Regions from separate parts of the Mus musculus genome. Here all the other regions are linked to region 2. The links are chromatin contacts, called in public Hi-C maps. All regions are on one chromosome and are shown on one strand. Each heading gives the region's core, a stretch centred on a gene start, on an enhancer-like site or on the middle of the called end of the contact. The rest is flanking DNA. Distances are from core to core; before and after follow the strand shown. Region 1 has its middle 21 kb from the start of Gm52427. Region 2 has its middle 43 kb from the start of Gm46687. Region 3 overlaps Gm14635 (predicted gene 14635).

The links. A called contact is a pair of places that touch in the nucleus more often than the background predicts.
Region 1: a contact with region 2 is called in a Hi-C map of cerebral cortex, with 4 times the contacts expected there. The contact joins two enhancer-like sites. A contact is called at or near these places in 3 of 484 Hi-C or Micro-C datasets (the C2C12 cell line, cerebral cortex and muscle stem cells) and 1 of 115 datasets of contacts at active chromatin or transcription factors (embryonic stem cells).
Region 3: a Hi-C map of the C2C12 cell line shows a contact between it and region 2, with 4 times the contacts expected there. The contact joins two enhancer-like sites. A contact is called at or near these places in 17 of 484 Hi-C or Micro-C datasets (the C2C12 cell line, the G1E-ER4 cell line, the HL-1 cell line and 5 more), 10 of 115 datasets of contacts at active chromatin or transcription factors (embryonic stem cells, extraembryonic endoderm stem cells, large pre-B cells and 2 more) and 1 of 9 other capture datasets (embryonic stem cells).

The regions. Positions count from the first base shown.
Region 1 is chrX:11,914,813-11,918,137 of GRCm38.p6, forward strand. No RefSeq gene overlaps it. Among named protein-coding and RNA genes, the nearest start is that of Gm52427, 21 kb to the left of the region's middle. Within about 2 kb of position 1,384, at least 2 of the 459 cell types and tissues checked have an H3K27ac peak or open chromatin away from gene starts, as enhancers often do. A contact at or near this core is called in cerebral cortex, where this site is marked.
Region 2 is chrX:12,133,267-12,137,094 of GRCm38.p6, forward strand. It overlaps a transcript of Bcor not described here. Among named protein-coding and RNA genes, the nearest start is that of Gm46687, 43 kb to the left of the region's middle. Within about 2 kb of position 2,360, at least 257 of the 459 cell types and tissues checked have an H3K27ac peak or open chromatin away from gene starts, as enhancers often do. A contact at or near this core is called in the C2C12 cell line, the N1E-115 cell line, cerebral cortex and 1 more, where this site is marked.
Region 3 is chrX:12,344,836-12,348,591 of GRCm38.p6, forward strand. The region is part of intron 1 of Gm14635 (predicted gene 14635); the gene reads right to left. Among named protein-coding and RNA genes, the nearest start is that of Gm14635, 8.3 kb to the right of the region's middle. Within about 2 kb of position 2,271, at least 30 of the 459 cell types and tissues checked have an H3K27ac peak or open chromatin away from gene starts, as enhancers often do. A contact at or near this core is called in the C2C12 cell line, the N1E-115 cell line and trophoblast stem cells, where this site is marked.

The DNA of each region.
Region 1 (3,325 bases), core at 134-2,633, 220 kb before region 2:
AAATAGGCCTGATTCTGCTTCCCAAGTGCTGGGATTAAAGGCATATGCCACCACAGCCTGGCCTAGTGCTCCTTTAACGTCTAGAGGCTGGAGTAGCCAGGGAAGCCCACCATAAGCAGAGACACCTTGCTATCTCAGCCTCAGGCCTCTCTCAGTCTTGGATACACAGTAAGGACCTACCAGTGTAACCTATCCATGCGATTAGATTAAGTCTATTGTGATGGCCTTGTTTTCAGTGTATTGCCTCTTTAAACATTTACCTTCATTATTTTCAATTACGGATAGGTATTTTTGTTTGCATGTGAGTATGTGCATGTGAGTTGTGTCCACATTAGCCAAATGTGTGATTGCCTGGAGCATGGGTTCCAGGTGTTGTGAGCCTTTAGGCATGGGTGCTGGTAACCCAACCTGGATCCTTTGGAAGAGCAGCAATTTTGTTTCATTACTGAGCCATCTCTCCAGTTCCTTGATGCCTCTTCAGAAGCCTATGTCAAATCACATGTCAGGGCTCTGGGGCTTAGGACTCTAAATGTGAGTTCTAGAAGGGCACAAGATTCAGCCTGCCACCTCATGATGAGGGACTAGGGAAATGGCGTGGGAGGATACTAGAAAAGGATGCTTTACTGAGCAGAGAATTGTGGGTAACTAGGGGTCAAGGCCCCCAGGGACCACAGAGAACATCTTTATGGAAAGTCTACTAGAGTGGTCCCACCAAAAGTGAACAGGCTGTGATCCTGGGTGTGTCTGCACATTACATATTGTCCTATCTGGACATCTTCCTGGGATTTCCCCCAGGCCAGCATACATACTCAGGATCAGAAAACACTCTAGCAGAGACATGGGAGGCCCCTTGGATATACAAATGAATCGTCTCCAAACTTCAAAATGATTGGCACCACTTTGAAAAGAGAGAATAGGGAGGAGGCTTTTATTTCCAGCTCTGAGACAGGACATTTAAAGACCACTTGAGAGCTGGGAAGGAAGCTCAGGGGTTAGACACTTACTTTTCCCCGTACAGTGACAAAATACCCAACAGACACAACCAAAAAGGGATAGGGCCTTGTTTTGGCTCACAGTTTGGGGGGAGACCATCAGTCCATTCATAGTGGCAGGAAAGCAGAACTGTAGGCGTATGAGGCAGTCGGTCCGGTCCAGTTAGCCATCACACCTAGCACATGGACTCCAGCTGTCAGAACTGGATCGTCCACTGAGCTCTTCAATTTACAGGCAAACAGCTGTGGATGAGTGAAGGCGAGCAATCAGGAGCGGTTCCTCGAGGCCAAGGCTGGAGCCTGGCCCTCCAGCTGCTTCTCCGCTCACTGGGCAGGAGAGACCCGGGATTTGCCAGTCTCTTTGCTGGGTAATGAGATCTCAGCTTGCCAGCAAATGCTAATGAACCTCACAGAAAAATCTCAGAATGGCTGCAGGCAGCCAAGGGCTCAGGAGCCCATCAGGAAAACAAAGCTAGCCACAAGACACGTGTAACTGAGCCGAGTTCCAGATGGGAACACGCGGGAACTGTGGGATCTTAGCAGCAAGGCACCAGCTTCTTCCAGATCCCCACAAAGGATCCTGATCCTCCAGGGAAGCAGGACACCACTAAGAGGGATATCTAATCCTCCCAAGGACCTTGCATCACTGGCCTATTTTATGGGTGTGCAAGCTGCACACACATGTCATTTAGGACCTGTATCGCTGGGTACATTAAGCACTTCATCTAGACACTGTCATGCTCACTCAGCTGAGGCCTGTGTTCTTGAAGGCCTGCAAGCCCAGCTCCAGATGTGCTATGTCTCTTTTTTATCTCTATAGGATGCCAAAGGCTCCTGGAACAGGCATGGCACTGCAAGCTCATGAGGTTTCTAGATGTTCCAAGAGTAATAGTCCCAAGAGTGAGTCCTGCATAACTATTGCTGCCTATGAACTGAAACGTAGCCAGGCAAAAGGCGGCAAGCATAGGTCCTGAGGGATAGGAGCAAGGTATATAGTCCCCACACTGTTTACTCTTTGTGTCAGGACCACGCAGAGACTGAGGCCGAAAGAACGGAATTCCAAGGTGGATTCTCAGTGAGCTTTCAGGCTCTGTTTACCCAGTCCTAGGACTGGCAAGGCTCCTGCCACACAGTATTCTGGTTTTTCAGATGCTGCCTGCATGACAGCCAGAAGGCTGCCACTCCATCCATCCATCCATTCACCCATCCATGTATCCATCTTTTATCTTACAAATACTTTAAAGTGCCTACTGTGTGCCAGGTGCTGTTCCAAGCACCAAGGAGTTACCAATGAAAACATGGCAAGCTAAATCATTGCTTCCACCAGAGACATACACTCCAACAGGGATAGCACAGGCGATAAACACAGCCCAGAAGAAGGACATGTGATCCCTCAGCTGACACTAAGGAGGAGCAGGGTAGAGCTATGGGGGTAGGAGAAGGAAAAGAAAAAATGAAGAGGGCAGCCTTGCAAATGACTAGAGAGAGAGAGTCCCAGGTAGACAAAGCACAAAGGACCTTAGTCCAGGAAGATCTGGGAAGCATAACAGACAGGCACCATTTTGCACATGCTTGCAAGACCACAAGGAAGGAGGTCCTGAGGCTACCCAAAGTAAGATCAAAAGCTATCAGAGGGCTTTGAACATGTGACATGATATGGTGTGGATTCTTATAATCAGCCATGGTGCTATGCTAAGCCTGAAATGGGATATAAACAAAAGAGAAGTGGGGAGACAGTGGAGAGAGAGTGGGGGGCTACAGCCATTCACGGTGAGGGAGTGGAGGCTGGGCCAAATGAGTATGTATGAGAAGGGCTGAGATTACCCTAAAGGTGGAATCGCCAATACCAGCTGAACTGAATGTGCGGAACGGAGCGAGATGGCTCAGTGAGCAAAGGCATTTACTGCCAAGCCTCATGACCTGAGTTGAATCCCTGGGATCCATGTGGCAGAAGGGAAAAAAACAACTTCTGCAAGTTGTTCCCAGACCTCCACATACATGCCACGCTCACACATGCATACACACAAGATAAATAACTGTAAAAGAAAAAATTTTTAAATTGAATTTGGGTGAGAGCGAGCTCAAAGACAACCCGAGGTTTGGAGCCAGCACCATGGTGAAGGCAGCACAGGGGTCAACTGTGGGGACACACCAGGTTTCTTATATCTGTTGGACGTGTAGGTGGCAAGGCCAAGGAGGCAATGGGACATATAAGCCTGAGGAACAGGGAAGATGCCCAGGCTAGAGTCTGACATGAATGCCCTTAGTACCTACAAGTATTTGGAGCTGCTATGTAGGACCAGACCAGAGAGGAGCTGAGCAACACAAAGAAG
Region 2 (3,828 bases), core at 1,110-3,609:
TTGCTGGCCTTGATAACAGCTGTGGGAGGGGGAAGGGAGCCGCAGGCAGCCACGACTGAACGGTTGCGATCTAGAAAATTCAACAAGAGGCCGCCACAGTGGCGGCGGCTCCAATTAGCTGAGCCAACAGGGAAGGCAGAGAGCTAGGCAGCGGCCCTGCCGATCACGCCCCGGGCGAGCAGGCAGGAGGGGGCGCGGGGCCTCGGAGCTGCTCGCCCGGGCGGCCCTCGCTCGGCCCCTCCCGCGGGTTCTCGGAGCGCGCCTGGTGTTTACATACTGTCCTTCCGACACGGGATCAAGTTTCAGGCCGCGCTAGAGGCGCCTGGAGCGGGCCACAGGCCGGGGAGAAGGGAAGAGCTGGAGCGGGATCTAAGGCCGAGCTGTACGGCTGAAAGCCGGGGCGCTCGTGGTCACAGCTAGCGTAGCCCTCCCTCCTTGCTTGGGGTGAGAAGTCTATCGCGTAGGGTGGCAAAGACAGGTGGAGCTGCGGAGCGCTGTCCAGAGAGAGGCACCTCTGAGTCGCGAGTGGAGTCCAGGGCGCACCCGGGACTGGGGGATGGGGATAGGCTGTCTGATGGTAGCCCAAGGACTGTTTTGAATCTCACCCCGCTTCGTGAGCTCTTCACTCCTCCCCTAAACTCCTTTGACAGACTACTCGATCCAGACTCTTGTTATGGTGGTGGTGGTGGTGGGGGATCTGTGGACTGCAAAACCTCAAAATTCTAAGAGACCTCTCGCTTTTCCTTGCCCACCCTGGCCCCAGTACTGCGAAAGCCTCCGGCGAAGTGCTCGAGGATCTGGCAGCCTGAGGGTGCCCCGCGCTGTCAAGTGTGGGCAAGTGATCTCCAGCAGCAGACACACTGTAAACAGCCGAGTGTGTGCCCTCCTAGCTCGGGGTGAGAACCTCGCCTAAACACAAGTGTCCTCTCGGGCTCCCCGGAGAGACGGAGGAAAGAAAGCCCCCCCCCCCCCACCACCACACACACACACACACACACACACACACACACACTCACTCACACCAAGGCACCTGCATTCAAAAGAGAGTGTTCTGAACCTGCACAGGCGCCAGGCGCTGCTGGGAGAGGATACTCAGCCTGCCCCCCTCCCGGCTGAATACTTGCTTTGTTCCGGGAAACGGGGGAAGCATTAGGCTGCTAACCCCTGGGGAAACACAAAACTTTGAATCTCAGAAAAGGCGGTTGAATGTATTTCGAAGTTCCAGAGATCGGTCAAGGAAGGGAAAAGCAGATGGCGGGAGATCAGGAGACTTGCGAGAGAGGCCAACTGACGATGTGGGAGGAAAACAGCTCAGGGTGACCAGGCCGGAGTCTCGGGAACTCAACTCAGAGTGATGGTGCTTCGCGAGTTCCAGCGAACAGCGGGCTAGGCCAAGTGGTGCCTGCCCAGTCGGCGGCCGCGCCAGCTTCCTGCCCTGCCCAGGACCGCAGAGCAGTCAGGGACGCCACCTCTGGCTGGCTTGGTATCGCAGGAGGATGAGGGTATACAAATAAACCCCGAATCTCTGCAGCTCCCCTCCTCCATCTTCCGCAACACAGTGGACCCAGGCCAATTGGTGGGTCATCCGTTTTAGGTTTTCAACCTGGGGTGAATGGGAAAGGTTTGGTGAGCTAGCCATTACGGTTGGGTCAGTCTGAGCTATCTTAGGTCTCATTCGTTGACTGCCTGTCCCATCAACTCCCACTCCACCCTACCCAATCCGTCTCCAACTAGCTGAGGGCACCACTAGGTTAGCGATATAAGGTCTAACAGGCAAAAGGACGAATGGGTGAGACTGCCACCTCTCACTTAGCCTTCCTAACATTCAAGGGAGGGGAGGGCACCTAGGCTCTGTCCTATCCCCCGTAGGACGCTCCCCTCCGTCTCGGAAGCTCAGACTGCTAACGAGGGTTTCCCCCTTCCCCGTGGGCTCACAAGGTTTCTAACTTCCTCTAAACCTCCCTCCTCGCTCTGAAAAGCCCCGAGGAGAAGAGCAGAGAGGAAGCGAGCCGCTAGTGTGCTAAATGAAGACCATGTGTGAGGGTGGCGGCATCAGAGTGCCGCGGCCGGGGAAGGGGGTGGTGAAGGCCGGTGTGCGGCCCACGGCTGGCTCCTGGTCGAGGCAGCCAGCGCCTGGGCTTTGGGGGACGCAAAGCCGCAGCAAAGTACTGCTAGGATAGCCTGGTGGCTGGCCACCGATGAGTGTGTGTGTGTGTGTGTGTGTGTGTGTGTGTGTGTGTGTGTGTGTGTGTGTGTGTGTGTGTGTGTGCGCGCGCGCGCGCGCGCGCTTGGTGGACAGGATCTGCCGCGCCTCGGGGGGCGGGGGCGGGGGCGGAGCCCTGACTTCCTGGGCCGCAGCTGCGACCCAGGGCGCAAGAGCAAATCGTGCTCCGCGGCGGCGGTGGCTCGGGCCCGCCACGCTTGCAGCTGAAAATCAACAAAGGGAGGCGGCAGGCGAGCGGGGGAGGGGCGCGGCTGAGCGCTCGCTGGCTGCTGTGGAATAATAAAAAATAATTAATAATGATAATAAGAGAAAAAAATCTGCCGGCTTTCTGGGCACTGGGTTTCCGTGCGGCTGCAGCGGGAGGCGCGCTGTCCTTGACGCGGCCTCTCTCGCCTGGTCTGCCTGCCCCTCCCCCTCCCTTGCCCCCTCCCCTTCCTGGGAACCGGGAAGAGAAAGGTCTGCAGCTGACAAATATTATCCATTCTCCCCATCGATCGCGGAGTGTACAGATGTGAGCGCTTGATGTGCCCGCGGAGCGGCGGATCCTCCCTGCTCTCTCGCCGCCCCCCTCCTCCCCCTTTGTTCTCCTCCCCTTTCCCTCTCTTTAAATAGATTTCAGGGCGCTGCCTGTTGGAGAGCAGCTGGCGATCTCTCCAGAGAGAGAGAGAGAGAGAGAGAGAGAGAGAGAGAGAGAGAGAGAGAGAGAGAGAGAGAGAGAGAGAGAGAGAGAGAGAGAGAGAGAGAGAGAGAGAGAGAGAGAGAGAGAGAGAGAGAGAGAGAGAAGCCCGAGGTGCCCTGTCACCAGCCTCCCCCTCCCCCACCTGCCCTTCCTGCTGTGAGCCCACCTCCCCTTTTTCCAGTTTCCAAAACAGAAAACACCAGGAACACCCACGTCCACTGCATCGCGAACCTTAAAGCCTTTGGACGCTTTGCGCTGTCCCCGCGCTGTTCCTTGTTTCTGTGAGGAAAAAGAGGAAAGCGCAGGGAGGTTACATAGCGCCATGGCAGAAGATCCAAGGGTCGAGATCTTTCCTCGGCAGCAGCAGGGACAGTGACCGGGTCACGCTAAGAGAGTACAGTTTACCCATTAGGGGTAGTAGGACAAGGCAGCCTCTTTATTCCTCTTCTGCAAATGGCAGATTAAGCCGGCAGCGCTCGGCTTCAAAGGACCCCGGCGGCGTTCTGCAAAGGGTTAACCCTTCGGCCCATAATCGCAGACACGCACTCACACTCACAGGCGCTCACGGTGCGCCCTCCCCGCTCTCCAGAGAGCTGGCCACGGCCCGCAGTGCACCCGGAGCTGGGGGAGTAGCTGGGGAGGGGGGAGGGGAGGGCTTAACCAGGCCGCTCAACTGAGCCGGGGCCACCTCGCCGTCTGTCACTTAAATGATTGTCCTCCGCTCCGCTCAGTGCGGTCAGTACGGGCTGTTAACAGGCAGTTGCAATCAGTTTCCGAAAGGTCAGCCAAGGTCCTCCGGCTCTCGCAGACGGAAGGCATTACGGAACCGCTTTTGTATTTGCAGGCACTTTAGAAAACGAAGCAAGGAGGGGGCTTCACCCCAGCGCCTCCGCGGCTGGGAGCCCTGAGAGGGTCGTGAGCGGCA
Region 3 (3,756 bases), core at 1,021-3,520, 210 kb after region 2:
GTCTGTGTTTCAATTCCCAGCATCAGGAATGTTCTATGGATAATAGCGGAATGGCCGGAGGAGTGAATGGCTGAATCATCGGGGGCTCTGGCATGAATACTTTAACTGTCACATGATAGGTCTTATCACTTTGTCACAACCTGGTATTAAAGGCAGGTGGCCCTGGGAGGGACCGAGCTCACCTGTGTGCCGTGACAGGGCAGTTCTTTTGAAGGTGGAAGAAGGAATGCGGATGTTTCAGGAAAAGGCATGGAGGCGGCTCTTTAGGGAACAGCAGCAGGCCCTGAGCAGCTGGGAAACACGCCCCAGAGGACAAGAAGGAGGATGCAGGACCTTCTGGTGCTTTCCCCTGCCTGATTGTGCTGATATGGCTGAGAGGAAGGCTCTGGCAGAAGAAAGAGCCCCAGGTTGTTCTTAAAACAAACTCATTCCTAAACTGAACTGCACCTGGCAGAGAATTAGGGCCCCAGAGCTAGCTCCGCCTTCCACACTCATTATAGCTAGGCTACCTCAGGCAAATCACTTATCTCTGCCCTGTGCCTCACTTTCTGCATTTCTTAACCCAGGTCCGGATGATGACCTCAGAGGCCTGTCATGAGGATCATCTAGGTTAGGTGGAGTTAAAGGGACTACATTTAAAAAGAAAAAGAAAAAGGTGACCCCTATTGAAGGTCACTAGGCCAAGCTTGTGTTCAGAGCTATCGCAGTAGATACAGGGACCTCGGCAGCGGGGTACAGGGGTGTCTTACGGTGGGGAGATAAATCAGGTTCAAGCCTGAATGATCTACAGGCAAGAAACGAGGATGGAAAAGAACTAAGAGGTGGCTTCAGGCATAAGCGGGGATCTGGGTACACTGTTAAGAGGATCCTTGCTAATGATGGGTCAGAGCTATCAGACAGCCTTGGAGAAATGGTTGGTAATGAAAGTCCCTTCAGATACTGGGGAATGTTAGATACCAAGGGTGGAAGGGTCCCCCCCCCCCTCCAGTGTTAGGGATGGAGCCCAGAACCTGTGTTTGCTAGGCAGTGCTTTGTGATTATGCTACACTTCCAGACCAAAGGGTGGGGTGTTTCTCAGTCCATTTTATATTTATAAACAAGTACACAGATGGGCTGAGGAGAAGGTTCAAGAGGTGAAGCCAAGAATCCTTCCTAGTGTTCCTCTGTGAGGTTTCCAAACCATCTGTTTCACCAAGGAACTCATTAGAAATACACATTTTCAGCCGGGCTGTGGTGGCGCACGCCTTTAATCCCAGCACTTGGGAGGCAGAGGCAGGCAGATTTCGGAGTTCGAGGCCAGCCTGGTCTACAGAGGGAGCTCCAGGACAGCCAGGAATACACAGAGAAACCCTATCTGGGAAAAAAAAAAAGTTTTAGGGTCATTTTTGGTTCTTGTGTGGGTTTTTTTGTTTTGTTTTGTTTTGTTTTTTGTTTTTGTTTTTTTTCGAGACAGGGTTTCTCTGTGTATCCCTGGCTGTCCTGGAACTCACTTTGTAGACCAGGCTGGTCTCAAACTTAGAAATCAGCCTGCCTCTGCCTCCCAAGTGCTGGGATTAAAGGCGTGTGCCACCTTCGTCTGGCTAGAGTTTTTTTAAAAAGGGTTTTGTAGGGTTTTTAGAAGAGTGTTTTAGAGTTGGGTGTTTTAGTGTATGTTTAGTGTTTTTTCTGTTTTTTTTTTTTTTTTTTTTTTTTAAGGATCTTAGAGTGTGTTAGGGTTTTTGGGTTTTTGTTTTTTTTTTTAATTTTAGGCTTTTATTTTGGGGGTTTAAGAGTTTTAGAGTTGTCAGGCAGTGGTAGCCCATGCCTTTAATCCCTGCATTTGGGAGGCAGAGGTAGTGGATTTCTGAGTTCCAGGCCAGCCTGGTCTACAGAGTGAGTTCCAGGACAGCCAGAGATACACAGAGAAACCCTGTCTCGGAAAAAAAGAAAGAAAGAGAGAAAGAAAAAGAAAGAAGAAAGAAAGAAAGAAAGAGAGAGAGAGAGAGAGAGAGAGAGAGAGAGAGAGAGAGAGAGAGAGAAAGACGGACACACTTTCAGGACTGGGGGTGTAGCTCAGTGGTAGAGCAGTTGGCTACCCTGATGTGTAAGAAAGACTCTGAGATCCACCCATAGCCCTGAGCAAAATTCCTAGCACAAAGCAAAGTAGCAACAGCTACTGAAAACCAAATTCCCAGGCCTGCTGATTGCAAAGGCCGGCTCTGTGACAAGCCTTCTGGGGAGGTCCGATGCCAGCTCATGTGTGAGGAATGTTATGGCCACCCCAGCTGCAAGCCACAAATCCTTTGGGAATAAATTCCTATCCCCTACCCTGTTGAAGGCTCTCAGGACTACTCAGTGTAGATTCTCAGGAGAGTTTGAAATTCTTCTGAAGCCCCATCCTTTCTCACACCACTGACTTCAGAATCTCTGGGTGTGGTATGTAGCCATCTGTATGTCTCTCAACTGGCAAAGCATCCTCCTCCATAGCCTGCAATAGGCACCCACATCAGGAAGCTGGTGACAGCCCAGATAGTAGGTCTGGGGGTCCGAGACTGTTTATTCGTAGCTAGCACCCAGGTGATGTGGACGTGGTGAGTCTGTGAACCACATTGTGACGTCAGTAGTGGTAGGGGCGGTTCCACTGGAGAAGGGATTATGGGAGGTGAGGCTATTGAGGGAGAAAGTATTGCTTCCTCTCCTCGAATCCAATTAAGTGCAGGATGGCTAGGCCTGAACTTTGCGTGTGCATCCATTGTTTTTATTACACTCCGACTGCACAGGAGGCATAAGGATGAGGTCATTTGACATTTGTGAGGAAGCTAAGCTGTGGCAGAGGCCTCCCTCAGAGAGAGAGAGCAAGGATTAGCTCCTTTCAAGAAAATGAATCAGTAGGAGCTGCTCGGACTAAGGTCCCCTGGGTGCCCCCATGGAGCTGCCTGGTGGATCCCCCAACCTTCACTAAGATTCTGGCCGGGGGAAGAATGCTTGCCTAAAGGATTTTATCCCTCTTTCTCTAGCTTCCAAGCTACCCTAGTGTGGTGGAGGTGGAGAAGGAACTAGGAGGTTCTGTGCGGATTTTAGCTGCTTTAAATTCATTCGATCGTCTTCGATTGACTCTTCTTGCAACAAATACTCACGCATCCCAGCTCTCAGCTTTGTTTGTTGTGCTGTGTGTTGCCGTTGAATTGTTTGGCTAGAGCAAACTTTGGGCTAGTTTTTCTTTTGGTTAAGGAATATACAGCCTGTATTGTTCAGCTGTAGGTTACTATAAGAAAACACTTGGGACAATTAACTTATAGAAAGAAAAGGTTTCTTTTGATTCATGGTTCTGGACGTTCTGTTTGGGGATTAGGCGGGCTAACTAGTTTGAGGCAGCCCGTCACAATGTGAGTTCAGGGCAGAGCAGGCAATTTATCTTATGAACTGGGATCCAGGTCAAAGGGCACACCCCTAGTGACCAAGGACCTCGCACTAGGCTCCGCCTCTCAAAGATTCCATCACCTTCCAATAGCACCACCCTGTGGACTAAGCCTTTAACACACTTTGACTTTGGGAGACACTCATCCAAGTCACTGCATAGTTATCAAGAGCTCCTATAAGCAAGGAAGAAAGGGAAATGGTAGCCCCAGTAACCAGGCACGGCTGGGAGCCCTTTCCGGAGCCCCGTCCTATCTCCTTGCTTTCTCACTGTGTTTTTTCTGCAGCTGCTCTCCGCTCTGCCATATATGTCCAGGAGACTCCAGCCTGTGGACTTGCGGATCCTCACCTCCTGTATTT